Regions from separate parts of the Mus musculus genome. Here region 1 is linked to region 2. Evidence: chromatin contacts called from public HiChIP or PLAC-seq data. All regions are on one chromosome and are shown on one strand. The core of a region is the stretch at or near the end of the contact, and the rest is flanking DNA. Distances in the headings are between cores, read along the strand shown.

Evidence for each region. HiChIP or PLAC-seq counts read pairs in DNA pulled down with a chosen protein or histone mark.
Region 1: a contact with region 2 is called in an H3K4me3 HiChIP or PLAC-seq map of bone marrow-derived macrophages, with 3 times the contacts expected there. The contact joins the promoter of Dock2 here to the enhancer-like site in region 2. A contact is called at or near these places in 6 of 39 promoter capture datasets (the C10 cell line, the HPC-7 cell line, neutrophils and 1 more), 2 of 15 datasets of contacts at CTCF or cohesin (CD8 T cells and large pre-B cells), 65 of 484 Hi-C or Micro-C datasets (B cells, the BV-2 cell line, the Ba/F3 cell line and 40 more), 21 of 115 datasets of contacts at active chromatin or transcription factors (the 230-238 cell line, CD8 T cells, the SCID.adh cell line and 14 more) and 4 of 9 other capture datasets (adipose tissue, liver, macrophages and 1 more).

The regions. Positions count from the first base shown.
Region 1 is chr11:34,781,654-34,785,298 of GRCm38.p6, reverse strand. It overlaps Dock2 (dedicator of cyto-kinesis 2), which reads left to right and starts at 1,394. Exons shown (of 52, transcript NM_033374.3): 1 at 1,394-1,518. The coding sequence starts at 1,476.
Region 2 is chr11:34,735,174-34,738,934 of GRCm38.p6, reverse strand. The region is part of intron 2 of Dock2 (dedicator of cyto-kinesis 2); the gene reads left to right. Among named protein-coding and RNA genes, the nearest start is that of Gm51858, 42 kb to the right of the region's middle. Within about 2 kb of position 1,449, at least 38 of the 459 cell types and tissues checked have an H3K27ac peak or open chromatin away from gene starts, as enhancers often do. A contact at or near this core is called in B cells, the BV-2 cell line, the Ba/F3 cell line and 11 more, where this site is marked.

The sequences.
Region 1 (3,645 bases), core at 145-2,644, 46 kb before region 2:
ATGCATACACACATTCTCCTGGCTTTGATCTTTCCACAAAGCTGTGATATAGCTGCTTACTGTGGCTGCTGCTGCTGTGCTGTGCTGTCTTCCAAATCTTCTAGCTCTTACAAGGGCCACTAGAACACTTGTGACTATTCCCAAGAGATTCCCCAAGATTTGGCCTGTTGCCAAGGGAGAGTGGGGGAGTCATTAGAACCCCTTCTGGGATTTCAGCCAGTCCTTTCTGAGTGTCTCTGGCAGCTGCATGTAACTTTGTCTCAGGCATACATAGTCACATGGTCTGAGAGGTGACAGAGTGTGTGATGGATTAATGAAAGAGGAGACTATACCTATGCAGCTATGGGGAAGTTCTCATCCAATGTGGGGTGAGACATTTTAGTGATGTAGCTGTTTTGGGGTTCACCTATGCTCCTTTAAGTAACCCCTCAGTTGTGTTCCTAGAAGCAAATTCAACGAACTCTTTGATTTCCCAACCTAGACTTGAGAGGAGTCATTGCTAAGGTCTGTCATTAGAGCCCTATCTGTGGTGGGTAGAGGGTTTCATGTGTTCCTAGGGAAAAGTAATCTAACAGATGCACCCAACTTGTGCTGTCAGAAACTGAAAAGCCAATAAATTAAAATGAAAGAAAATTGGTATTTTGTGAAAACTGTCAGTAGTGATTTTGCCTGGTCTTTCCTAATGTGTCTGGGGTAGGGCAGAAAGAGGTTATGGGAAATGGTAATAAAGAAAGAAAATTCAAGGAGACTTAGATCATTGTGATGGTAGCCCTGAGAGATATTTTCCTCTTCAATTGAATCTATTCCAAGAGCAAACTTCAGGTTTGTGGGGAAATGTCTGTCTAATTCACCCTGGCTGTCTCTTGCCCTGCCCACGCTTGCTGGTGGTGAAGGTGCCCAGACCTGCTGGTGTGCCTGAGTAGTGTTAGAGGGAGGCTTCTGGGCTGGCATCGGATTCCCAGTTGGGTTCATGGCACAGAAAGGATGCTAACTAAAGTGACCCCATCTCTAGCGTGTCACTCACTGAGTACAGGTTCTTCTCTAATCCTCAGGAAAAGCAGGTGAAGGGGCAATCTTACCCCATCTTCCTGATGAAGAACCCGAAACACCGAGAAATGAAGATCAGCCCCCAAAGCTCATGCTTAGTCACTAACAGGGTTCAGAAGTCAGGGAAACTCTACCCTCGCGGTCTGGGTTGGCTTTAAGTACCTGTATGCCTTGTAGCCACTTTCCTCCGGAAGAGACAAATGAGGGTGGTCTCCAAATTTTGAAGGCAATCTTCTAGCCCTTGGCTGTGTGTGCCCCTGCTGGAGAAGAAGGGGGAGGAGGGAGTGGGGACCCAGAGGAGGGGAAGGCGGACCTTGAGAGAGAGAGAGTTTAAAAAGAGGAAGGAAGTGGGGCCCTGCAAGGCGCCTAACCACCCCAGCCAGCTTCTTCACTAGAGAACAGGAGGCTCTCAAGGCTCCGGTCTTGCCATGGCCCCCTGGCGCAAAACTGACAAGGAGCGTCACGGAGTGGGTAGGTGTGGGCAAGTGTGGGCACTGGGTCTGCGCTGCGGCAGAGGGCAGGTGGCTGGAGGCAGATGTGATGGGACCTGCAGGATGGGTGAGGGCAGGGCGGGCCATGCTAACTTATGGTCTGGAACGCAGTGCTTTCTCTCTGCTGCAGTCGCCGGGTTGAAGGAGAAAATGAAGGCAGAGAAAGTATATTCTTGCCTTCAGCCTCTCCCAAGTGCTTGCTCACACATCCTTAAGATGAGGTGGCCCCGCAGCTCTGTGTACCAGACTTTGCTTTGCACAGAGCACTCTCCATTAGCCAGTCTTCAAGCCACCATGGCTCTGTCCATCTCGTTTGCTGGTTTGCTCTCGGTCAGGTGACTCTGATCTAACTGCTCTAATATCCCAGGTATCCAGTTTGGGGCCGGGACAAAGCCAATGGGGTCTTTCATTAGAGCTTTTGAGAGAGTGAGTCCTGTCAAATTATCGGAGAAAACAGCCTCATCAGCTTCAGCCATCTAAGCTCCCAGAAGCCTCTGCTTCAAACTGGGGGCGGAAGTGGTGGCTGGGGGAAGGGAGGTGTCAGGTAATGTGACTCTAAGTGGCACCAGTGATGCAATCCTGCCAACTCTAAGTGAGAATTTAAAGGTTGACTGGGGGATTTCCATACTGCCAGATCGCAGATCTCCCCAAGAGAGGATGCTTCAACAGGCCGGGCCTGAGGCAGCTCAGAGGTGGGAGTGATAGATGCAGGGTGTGTGTGTGTATTCATGAGCCACAGTTTGAGAGTGGCTACTTTGGGGGTTCTCAGATCTATCCATCCTCTACAGGCAAGCATTTGGCACTGTGAGGCACTTTGAGATGAAAAGTCCCCAGCAGAGAACTGACAAGTCATATCTGCAAGGGGTCTCAGGTTCTCCATCCATAAAATGGGAAGTTTGAATTTGACTCAATAAAGGCTCCTTTAAAAGTTCAAAACTTCTCCAACTCCGGCCTTTCCACCTGGGGTATCCCCACTAGCAATTTATACAGGAACAGAAGGACTGTGAAAAGGGCAGGGGATGTGGGCGGGGCAACCTTGTGTCTTAGGGCAAATTAGCTGGCCTGGAGAAGCACGCTCAGAAAGGAAGGGCTCTTAAATCTGCTGTGAGGGGAGGCAAGGGTGTGGTGTGGGTTAAGTGGAAGCCTAGACCACACCCTTCCTCCCCCCACTCTATGACAGGTACTAACACTTTCCTATTTCATAGCATTGCATTGTGAAGGCCACTGGAGATGGTGGGCACAGGGCTTGGAGGGAGGCAAAAGGTTAGAGAAGTGTGAGGAGTTGAGACAGCTGGGCCATCTCTGGGTGCCTTAGGCAATCCCTACCAGGTTATTTTCCATTCCTGCTACAGCCTTGCCACAGGACTCCATCAGAGCTCCAGAGAAGGCCTGGGGTGGAAGCAGAGTAGACTCCTCCCAGGCAAGGCAGTGTGCTTAAGAAAGGCACAGCTTCTGCCTTGAGGAGTCTGGAGAAGGTTAGAAGTTTGGGTTGTGAAGTCCAACTTAAGTTCAAATCTAGACTTGTTTCTTCATCTGTAATGAGGTGAAGATGATGATGAGGAGGAGGAGGAGGAAGACGACAAAGATGATGACGGTCTGATGATATGGACCTGGGGTCATAATTGTAAAGCACTTGGTAAGACTCCTGGCCAAAATCAAGGGACAACTACAGAATCAAGATGGATTTAAAAGGATGGCTCTAATGCCAATTTCAGAGCAGTTGCTCCTAGTGAGAAGGTAGTAGTTTAAGTTTATAGGACCTCTTCTCGTCTTTGACTTTGGAACATCTATGTGAGAGTGTGTTATTATTCCCACTTTATAATTGAAGACCCCCAGGTTCATGTAACTTGGTGATAATGAAGCTGGCGCTTACATTCCACTGCCCTCAGACTCTAGACTTAAGTACTATAGACATTCTTCACTATACCAGGAGGGCCCTTGAAGGAGGATGTCATGGTACAAGTAGAAAACTTGTGAGTGGCAGTTGGGTCAAGCAAGAAGTCTGATTCGGTTTTAGTAGATGTTTGTAGAGAAAAAACCCAGAAGAGGGGGTTGCTTACAGCAGAGTCAGAGGGGCTTGAGTGGACTTCCTTCTGTGGGTCTGTTC
Region 2 (3,761 bases), core at 200-2,699:
CATCAATAAAAAGAATGAGATTCTAAGTCTGTAGGTTCTGGAAACAAAATAGAAAACATTTCTAACTTGTTGGATTATGATATTAATTTAACTATTGTCCAAAAAAGGACATGGTACCCACTAACCTTTTGAATATTTTCCGTATGGCAGGCACAGGGAAATAGATCCCTCTGAACACTTCACACAATTTAAATTTGACAAGGCAGCTGTGATTATTCCTATTCAACATGTCACTTGTCAACGATCACTCAGATAGGAGGACTCAGATCTTCATTCTAAGCCAAGTTTTGACTACACACTCATTTTTAAATACATACATTTTATTATCTATAGTGGAGGTATACAACATAATGGTATCCTTCGTCCCTCCCTCCCTCCCTCCCTTCCTTTTTTCTTCCTTCTCCTGCTCCTTTTAGATTTTATTTCTTTTATATATGTGGGTAAAACATCTCTCTCTTCAGACACACCAGAAGAGGGCATCAATACCATTGCAGATGGTTGTGAGGTACCATGTGGTTGCTGGGAATTGAACTCAGGACTTCTGGAAGAGCAGTCAGTGTTCTTAACCACTGAGCCACCTCTCCAGCCCCTTGTTATTGTTTTCTTAACTGGAGTCTGTCTGCTGCGCGTGTCCTTCTTGACTTCTTCAGTTTGCATATCTACTGCTTTGTATCTTCTGACCTATGTCTCGAATTTCCTGAATATATTCCTGAATATAACCTGTTCATATTGTATTTTTTGTGTGTATGTTTCCTGGACCGGTCCTTTGGCACTGCCCAGTTGGTGTGCTCTTCTCTGGGAAGACCAGCCCTCCTACTCCCAGCATTCCTCAGTTGCCTGCATGTCTTTGTGTTAGATGGTGGCCTCTGTGGCTTGTTCTTGTCTACTTAGGTGTGTCCATTGGTTTCATCCTTGTTCGGCTCACATTCGGGCTGTCATGATGGTGTTATGGAGTTAACTTCTGATGTTACTAGGAGACACCATCTCAGAGCAAACTCCCTGACCCTCTGGTTCTTTATTGTTATTAGATGTCACACGCAGATGAGATCATAGAGTATTTTTTTTCTGCTATGTGCTTATTAAAGGCATGCACCACCACGCTCAGCTGAGTAGTGTTCTGCTTGTATAGTGCACTTGATACACCTCTGCTTCTTTGTTCACTCACTGATGGGTGCTTCCTGGTGCACGACTTTAATCCCAGCACTCGGGAAGCAGAGACAGGCAGATTTCTGAGTTCGAGGCCAGCCTGGTCTACAGAGTGAGTTCTAGGACAGCCAGGGCTACACAGAGAAACCCTGTCTCGAAAAAACAAACAACAACAACAAAAACCCAACCAACCAACCAAACAAACAAACCTTAACTTTTATGAACAGAGCTGCAGACTATTATGAACATGGGAGCACAGACATCTTAAAGAACTGGTGATGTCATTTCCTTTGGGTAGATGTCTAGGAGGGAGCTTGTTGGCCATGTGGAAGTTCTATTTTTAAAGATTTTAGTAACCATTAGCCTTTTTTTTTTTCCATAGCAGTTGTACTCATAGAGATGAGTAACAACGGTATACTTCCTACCAACAGTATACTTAGTTTGTTTCCTTGTTAACACTCATTTATTACCTCTTGACTTTTTGAACGTATCCTTATCAGTAAACACGGGCAGTGTCTTGTGGTTTGGATTTGCAGTACCCTGATGACTAATAATGCCCAGGGACTTCTCATATTCTCGTTAGCAGTTTTCTATATTTTCTGTAAAAATGGTCCATGTTTTAAATGGATTGCTTGCTTTTGTACTACTGGGTCAGATGATTCCTTCATTATTTTTAGTATTTTCCCCTTATTAGACAAATAGTTTGCAATTTTTTTTCAGTCTCCAAGTTGCCATCTGATTTCGTTCATTACTTCCTTTACTTCATAGGAGGCTTTTAATCAGAGCCCATACTCTTAACCTCTGATCAAATAATTCCTATTTGATCTTGATATTATTAGATATTATTGATTATTATTATTACAGAGGAAAGTAAAAGTACTTTCAGGTACTCATCACTTAGATAAATAGTAACATTCTTGCTTCATATATTCCTTAAAAATACTCAGATGTAAGTTGGGCAGTGGTGGTAGCCATGCCTTTAATCCCAGCACTTGGGAGGCAGAGGCAGGGGGATCTGGAGTTCAAGGCCAGCCTGGTCTACAAAGTGAGTTCAGGAACAGCCAAGGCTACAACGAGAAATCCTGTCTCAAAAAAGAAAAAGAAAAACAAAAACAAAAACAAAAAAAACCCTAAAACTCCCAAACTCCCCAACCCCTCAGGTGTGACCGAGATCCCAGCTGATTGTCCCCATGTTCCTGTCTTTCCATTTTGCCCACAAGCAAGCCATGGTTATCTTGAAATTGGAATGTTTTCTTCCTGTTCAATGTTTCGTATCTTTATTAAATGCATTTCTTTATAATCGCGTTATTTATTTATTTGGAATTATGTGTATGTGTGTCTCTGGATGGGTATGTGTAGTTGAGTTCAGGCGCCCACAGAATCCAGAGATCTCAGCTCCTCTGGAGCCAGAGTTTTAGGGTGTTGTGAACCACTTAATACGGGTGTTAGGAACCGAACTCAGGTCTCCTGTAAGAGCAATGGGTGCTGTTCACTGTATAACTATTTCCTCAGCCTCTGTAATGATGTTTTAAAAATAGTTCTTGTGACAATCCTCTGAGGAAAGGTGCTACTTTTATCAGATAAGAACATTGAGGCTTATGACATGACCAAGTTCTGCCTAAAAATGGCAGACAGAGGGTGCTTTTTCTTGGTTCTAGGAGATTTTGAATCTTTCCTCTCTCCCTTTTGTGTATTTTTGGGTTACATGTGTGCTGTAGGAAGGGAGTACAACTGAACAGCTGCCATTTCACAGTTGTCTGGAAGACTTGGAAGAAATTTTACTTTGCTCATTTTCCCTCGGGGCACGGGACTTAGCATCCAGGCTGCTGTAGAGAATGCCATAGAGTTCACATGCTAAGTGGCAGAGATGGAATTCTGTGGTAGAGTAGGGAAATCCAAGATCAAGGTGTTGGCAGATGTGGTGTCAGGTAAGGGCTGGGTTCTCCTCTGCACATGGCTTTCTTCTGCCTCCGCATCTAATGGTAGAGGAGTTTTCAGAGTTCGGGCTCTGAACCGATAGACTTGGACTAAAGCTGTACTTGTGCAATCTTGGCTCAGTACACAACTGACTTATGTTTCAAGGCCATCAATGAAATGGGAATAAGACTACTTAGCTCACTTTGCTGTGAGTGTGACAAGAGAGAACAGATGCGTATGATTAAAGTGACTGTGGCTGGGAGGTAGTCACAATAAAGGTCGTGTGCCACAGTGAGTATAGTAGAATTCAAGAGTCAACTACTTAGGTTTGAATTTCAAGCTGTGTGACAACCAGCAAGTTGCCCCTTCTCTGTGCCTCTCTGTTTTCATTTACAGAACTGAAGTAGTAACAGGATTGTCATAAAGTTTAGTCTTTAATTTGGTAGGTGAAGCTCGATAAATTTATAGTTTGAAAAAAAAAAAACCCAAAAGCAATGCCATTAGCAAAGTGTCTAGGGTACAGAAGATATGTGGAAGGATTAAACCATCTTGTCCACTGTTAATTGTCTTCCATCAGAATTGGCAAATACTTAGAGGCAAGTAAGAGTAGAAGGTGGCTCTTCTTAGAAGGTGAACTAGAAGAGCTTCCATCCCAGAAGTCCTCAGTTACAAAGTAGCTTGGAAATTTACTCTGGGAG